Linked DNA regions of Sus scrofa: region 1 is linked to region 2. A link is a contact called in public HiChIP or PLAC-seq data. All regions are on one chromosome and are shown on one strand. Each heading gives the region's core, a stretch centred on a gene start, on an enhancer-like site or on the middle of the called end of the contact. The rest is flanking DNA. Distances are from core to core; before and after follow the strand shown.

Region 1 (3,217 bases), core at 331-2,830, 650 kb before region 2:
GCGGGTTCCATCCCTGGCCTCACTCAGTGGGTTAAGGATCCAGTGCTGCCGTGAGCTGTGATGTAGGTCACAGATGCAGTTCAGATCCCGTGTTGCTGTGGCTACCGCTCCAATGTGACCCAGCCTGAGAACTTCCACAGGCTGTGGGTACGGCCATAAAGAGACAGAAAAAGAGAAGGAAGGAAGGAAGGAGGGAACGAGGAAGGTCGGACAACAGACAACCAGGTGTGAATCCCAACTTCACCACTGATTAGCTCCGTGTCCTTCCATAAGTGACTTAAAATCTCTGTGCATGAGTTCTCATTCATTAAGTGGGAATAATAATGGTACTGTCCTCAGAATGGGGGAGGGGCTGAGTTACTATATTTAGGACCCTTTGAATAAGCTGCAGCACACAGTTCCTAATAAATGTTTGTCATTGTCACTGGGGAGCCCAAGACCAGGCCTTCCACCCTCCAGCTCAGGGACGTTTCTGCTGCCCCCCGCGGCATCCTCCTCCACATGCAGACTGGACATACGGCGGCCATCCATGTTTCAGTGAAAACTCATCCCAGAGTGCACATCCCCTGGAACTCCAGTTGGTCCTTTCGCCATTAATTCAAGCTGCTTTTCATTGCTCTAAAGCTTTAAAAATGTATAAACCACACACTTTGACCCAGCATCACTGCCAGCCTAAGGGCAGGTGCTCCCACCCTCCTCGGAAAAAGCCCTTCTACTTCAATCTTCAGCCATAAGAAGCCTTAGGTGCCTCGTTGATATGGGGATGCTCGTCACCACCTCCAGGCCTTGCCTTAGGTGGACTGTCCACTGGAACAGTCTCTCTTTTCCTTCCTCATGTCATTGTCATCCGTGCCAGACCAGTCGGTCCTGGACCATTTGTTTCTAGCCCTCTGAGTACTTGTCTTGTCTTTTGCACTTTTCTTACCTACTTTTTGCAAGTCCAGCCTGTGGTGTGTGGGGGCTTGCACTCTCCATGGCACACGGCAAAATGCTCAGGACCCAGTGGGTCCCTAAATAGTGCTCAATCAGAACTGACCAACAGTTTGGGGAACTGCCTCTCTGAGCAGCTGACAGTCACCCCTACCCCTTAGTTGCACGTTCAAGTGTCAGGGGACGTACCCAGATGGCATTCAACAGCACAGTGCCTAAAAAGGGGGGGACCTTTAGGAGCTGTCCCTGGGGAGGGGGGCGGAAGGGAAGAGACCTCTCCCCGTGCTCAGAGCAAGTCGCGCCACGGAGCCCCACAACCCGCCTGCACGCATTGGGGCTCGGGAAACACAGGCCCATCAGCAGCTTGAGGAGCACCCGAACCAGGCGGGACCTTGTTCTTTGGTTAAAAACAAGTGAAGGTCATCTGCCCCCGGGCCACTTGGCACCGTGGTACCGTGACAGAAGGGGTTCCACTTAAAGGGCAGCGCAAATCCAGGGCATTAAAATAACCCGAATGGTGTCGTTTTCTGATCAAATGCCTTTCCCTCTCGGGTTTGTGATTTTTGAGCCTGAGAATGTCTCCCCACAGCTCAGGTTTCCCCACTGCCACCCTGGTCTCAGGCCTGGAATGTGCGTACTGGCCATCGAGGTCTGATGTGACTATGTCACTGTCCTGAAATGGAGAGACATTATCTCATGGCCGGTGGCAGCGGACAGGCACCAGCGTGCTGCTGGCAGGCACGGCTCGAACGCGGGACGGTCCCAGGAGTGTCCCCTATCCCAGCTCTCAGTGACAGATGGCCTGAGGGCCCAGGCTCTGAGCTGCGCCTGGTACCCTGGGGTCCTGCAAATTTTCCCACCTGGGAGAAGCCCAGGGAAGCCTAGACCAAGACGGGAACCGGCTCACTCTTGGACCATCATGTTGGTTTGCAGAAAGGCCACCCCTGGTCAGGACGCCCTTGCGTATCTGGAAGGCTTGGTCAGCATGCAGAGCGCAGCCGTGCACAGGACAAGAGACCTGCACCCAAGGCCAGGCTGACCTCCGTCCTTCCTTAGCTGGGCCCCTGGGCAAGGGCTTCACCCACAGGGCACATGGGCCTGGTGGCCTGTGAGGCCACCATCCCTTCCAGCTCTTGGAGAGGACGAGGCCTCAGGGAACCACCAACCTCCCATGTGCCAGACATGCAGGAGGGCCTGGTCCCTTGGTCAGGATGCTCTTCTGGGCTGAAGAGCAGCCCCTTCTCATGCAGCCTGGGGAGGAGGGCCGGGCGGGCCCTTTCCTCCTGCATCTGCCTGATGCTCACGCACTTCCTGGGCTCTACTATGAGACACTGCTGTGGCTGCTGGGCCAGTTCCCAAATAGGTCTTGCCCACTCAAGCTTCTCCACTGAAAGTGCCTCTTTGCGGCTCTCCCTTTCTTTACAGTCCAGAAGCTGTTCCTCTACTGGGCGAGGTGTCAGAGCAACCACCTCCAGGCCCTGGAGCACCACGAAGCTGCACGGCAGCACAGATCCCACACACAGCTCCCACCACTGGCCTTTATGGCCACACGTTAGCAGGAGCGCGCCTTCTAGGCCCTTCCATGCAGAGACTGTATTTTGTCTCTCAGTGCCCCCACTGCCTGGCAACATGCTCACAGCACTGATGTCCCATCACACTTGGCATCAAACCCTGAGAGGGGATCCAGCGACACAGCCGCATTTCCTGACCCGCGGCCTCCTGACCTTCCTCCCAGACCCAGCTCGCTGGGATCAGACCCTGCCTGGCATGTCTGCTCTGGATGTCCAGGGCTCACCCCCTCGTCCACGGTCTCCCACCAAATGCCACCTTCACAGAGAGGACTTTCCCAACCACGCTTTCTAAAACAGCTTTCCTCATTCCCCAGCCCTCAAGCTGTTTCATTTCTCTTCATGGTACTTAACGCTGGTGGACTGTTGTTACATTTTATCACACTATAGTGTATTACAGATACTGCACATTTTCAGATTTTGGTCATGTGTGACTGACCCCATAAGATGGCCAGCTCCAGAGGGGCCAGGACTGGCTGTATTCCCAGCTTGTCCCCGCAGCAGTGTCGGCAATGCCGGAGGCACGCACTGTTTACTGAATTAATGTGGAGGAAAATGCACGCCAAGGTGAACTCTTCCTTGCAAAGGCAAGACCGTGATGGCTGATCATGTGACAGGCAGGAGATGATATAGGACTTTCTTTTAAAGAACCAATGAGAAGTTCCCTTCGTGGCTCAGTGGTTATTGAACCCGCCTAAGTTCCATGAGGTTGCGGGTTC
Region 2 (3,332 bases), core at 440-2,939:
AGCTTTATTTTCTGCCCTCTGCTTTTCAGTAGGTCTGGGGCGGGGGGGGAAGAGAGCCTGAAAAACAAGGCACAGCTTAAGAAGGGAGATGCCAGGAAAGCTGAACAAACACAGCTGAGCTAAATAAAGTTACTTCCTGGCACAAAGGAGGTGTGCTCTGGTCCCGGCTTTGGTTTCCTTCCACCACAGGTGAGCAATTCCAGAGGACGCCAGTTGAGAGGTGAAAACGTCCTTGTAACATAAGCTCACAACTAACCAAGAGGAGGTGTCAAACTTAACTTGCGGGGAGTCTGGCCCTGTCCGTATTTCAAAGGGCCCTGGAGGACACGTCTCACCTGGATGAGAGTCTGCCTCTCTGCTTTGGGGAGATTCTTTGCTTGAAGTTCAGCCTCTTCCCATTCCTTCTTCACCTGGAACAAAGGTCAAAGCCACTATAACCAGAATAATCTCTGAAACAACTCTCTCCTCTTTGAAATCACTGCCTGGCCCTGTGGGAAAATACAAAAGGAAACTGCATCCCATGATCCCTCAGGAGCTCAATGAATGTGTGTTCCAGAATTGCTGCCCCAAAGGTGCCAGGCCTCGGCTTCCCCACTGGAGCTCCACTACCCAACTGCCTCTTTCATAACCTCTTATCCTTGGGAGGGTTCTTTACCAACCTAAGTGCCTTAGTTTCCTCACAAAAAAGGGGTGGCGGTGGGGGGTTAATACCTACTTCTCAGACCTGATGCAACAGAGTAACAAGCATTCCCAGTGTATGAGCCCAGCACAAGTGATGTGTGGGATTTCAGGTGGTACTGGAGCTGGCAAGAAATTCCCCTTTCAATTTTCTTTCAACCCTTCTGAGTAAGACTGGGAGAAAGTTGTATTCTGGTGCTCCTGTTGCTCTAACAGTTTTAACTCCTTTAAGGAAAAAAAAAAGCATCCCTGGAGACTCAGAACTTTTAGTGGGCCATAGTATCTAGCCAGAATGTTTTAATGCTGCTTGCTTTCATCTAATGTATTTTTATAGTTACCTTGTTCTAATGGCAAATGATACTAGCTTTCTACTTGCAACATTGATACAGAGTTTCCTTCTTTAAAATAAAAAAAGAGAGTTCCCTGGTAGCCTAGGGCGTTAAGGATCTGCTGTTGTCACTGCTGTGGTACGGGTTTGATTTCTGGCCCTGGAACTTCCGCAGGCCACCGGTGAGGCCAAAAATAAATAAATAAATATAGATGAAATGAACAAATTCCTAGAATACAACTTAGTAAAATAAAAAACAAAATAAAAATTTAGAAAAAACTTAAGCTAGTTAATGGCAAAGGAAAATAAGCAGAATATAATGTTTACAGGAAGTGCTCTGCAGAGACGAGAGTCTGGAATAGATAAGCAATCAGAGGGTAATTCCATTATCATGGAGATGGGAGGGGGCCCTAGGACTGCCCAGAAGGCAGGCGGCTCATACTCTCACATCTCACCCATCCTCACATAGTTAGTTAGGGTAAAAATCTGGGGAGGTGGTATCCTTTGCTTCAACTACAGGGCCCAGGTTACCCCATGCCTGACACCATGAAGGTAAGGGGGCCAGAGGTTTACCCTGTCCATCCGGTTGCGGTGCCGGATTTCCAGCTGCTCCTTGGCCTTCTGGAAGCGCGCATGCTCGTTGTCATCTGCAGAGGTCTCGAAATACACATCGACATCATTGGTTGGCAGAGGAGTTGGGGGAACTGAAATAAAACGACGAGAGGGTTCTCCCTGGAGGTCGAGCCCAGGTTGAAGCCACACCATGCTCTGGGAAGGAAGCCCAGCGGGGCCTGCAGAAGGGGCTGCTCAAGGTCGGGGCTCCACTCCGCAGAACCCACTGGGCCATCTTCCTTACCCAATATTCAGCCAGCAGCCCCCATCCGCGCCCCCTGGTGCCTTCAGCACCAGAAAGGCATCTACTTAGGGCTCCAGGGGTACCTAAGGGACAGAAAAAGAAAGCACTTCTCCTATAGCTCCCCTCTGTTCTTGAAACTTTACCCCCCCCACCCCCAATCACTACCCCATTGGGGTCAGGGAGAGCATTGAGACCAGAGAGAGGACCGAAGTCCCACATGCAAAGGCACTGCAGTGCTCAGGCCTCCTCCTTTTTTCTGGCTATTTTTAGGGCACAACTCACTTTGGGGAATGGACTGAACTGAATGTTCTTTGCACACAGACTGGGCAGAGGAAGTCCAAACTGCTCCAGCTACAACTGGAACTGGGGACCCTCAGCCCCACCCCGACAGCAGGGACAACATATTTGACAAAGACTTACCATGGGTGTGAAGATAACTGGCACTTTTCCAACCATGACACTCATTGGCCTTACCAGACCACCACCCAGGGAACAAACCCACTAGAACAAACACTCCACACCGCTGGGCTAAGTTCTTACTGCCCCCAGGCAGACAAATGCCTGCACAAGGGACCTCAGGAAGGACTGAGATGACAAGTTTACTTAGCCAGCCTCCTGAGAAATACCTATGGGAGCTCTTACTGCCCTCATTCCCTCGGGATTTCCCGGGCTGGGGAGGATGTCAGGTAACCAGCTTATACAACTTGCTCTAGCCAAGACACATGGTTAGAGCTTAGCAGCGAGTAAAGGCCAAGTTCAACACGTTTTCATTCAGAAACAAATTCACCTAAGTTCCAGGATTGCATAACTTTAACTCAACATGATAACAAACATAACTGACAATGAGACCCCAAATAAGTCAGCCTCTCCCCATCCTCCCATCAGAGCGTCTTCATTCACCCTCTTATTTGGTTGTAAACCTAAAAGCTATGGCTAAAAATCTTGTCGAGAATATCTGGCTCCTACATTAAGTTTGACTTGGATCTCAACAGCCAATTCTCAGATTAACTAAATCAGAATATCTATAGCTTCGGAAACCACATTCCCCACGATACTCAAAAGCTGAGCTGGGAGAATTTCAAAGCATGAGAGTCCGTCCGTGCCAACAAGCACATCACCGTCAGTGATGCACGTCTGCAGCTTAAAAGGCTTATGTGTTGGAGACAGTCTTTGGTTCCTATCGCTGGGCTGGACAAAGATAACACAATGCAAGCTGCCTCTGCCCCTGGGAGTGAAAGGGCAAAGGGGCAGCAGGGCTGGGGGTTTGGTTCTGAAGACATGATGGGCTTGGGCCAAGAACCACACCCCTCTGTCCATGTGCAAATGACTGGCTCAGGAGGTTGGCACAGCGGCAGGCCTCAGTCCCCTTCAAAGAGGGACACAAACTTGACCACTGGAACAGTGATACTTCTGGGTTCCAGAGAACTCCAGCCAGAGGTCTCACAAGTGCTTGGACAGACCGCTTCTCCT

What was found. HiChIP or PLAC-seq counts read pairs in DNA pulled down with a chosen protein or histone mark.
Region 1: a contact with region 2 is called in an H3K27ac HiChIP or PLAC-seq map of skeletal muscle. The contact joins two enhancer-like sites. A contact is called at or near these places in 1 of 47 Hi-C or Micro-C datasets (epiblast stem cells) and 1 of 2 datasets of contacts at active chromatin or transcription factors (skeletal muscle).

The regions. Positions count from the first base shown.
Region 1 is chr9:57,503,769-57,506,985 of Sscrofa11.1, reverse strand. No RefSeq gene overlaps it. Among named protein-coding and RNA genes, the nearest start is that of SNX19, 53 kb to the left of the region's middle. Within about 2 kb of position 1,580, at least 1 of the 83 cell types and tissues checked has an H3K27ac peak or open chromatin away from gene starts, as enhancers often do. A contact at or near this core is called in skeletal muscle, where this site is marked.
Region 2 is chr9:56,849,993-56,853,324 of Sscrofa11.1, reverse strand. It overlaps APLP2 (amyloid-like protein 2), which reads right to left. Exons shown (of 17, transcript XM_021063158.1): 8 at 1,580-1,710; 9 at 336-410. Among named protein-coding and RNA genes, the nearest start is that of ST14, 37 kb to the left of the region's middle. Within about 2 kb of position 1,689, at least 4 of the 83 cell types and tissues checked have an H3K27ac peak or open chromatin away from gene starts, as enhancers often do. A contact at or near this core is called in skeletal muscle, where this site is marked.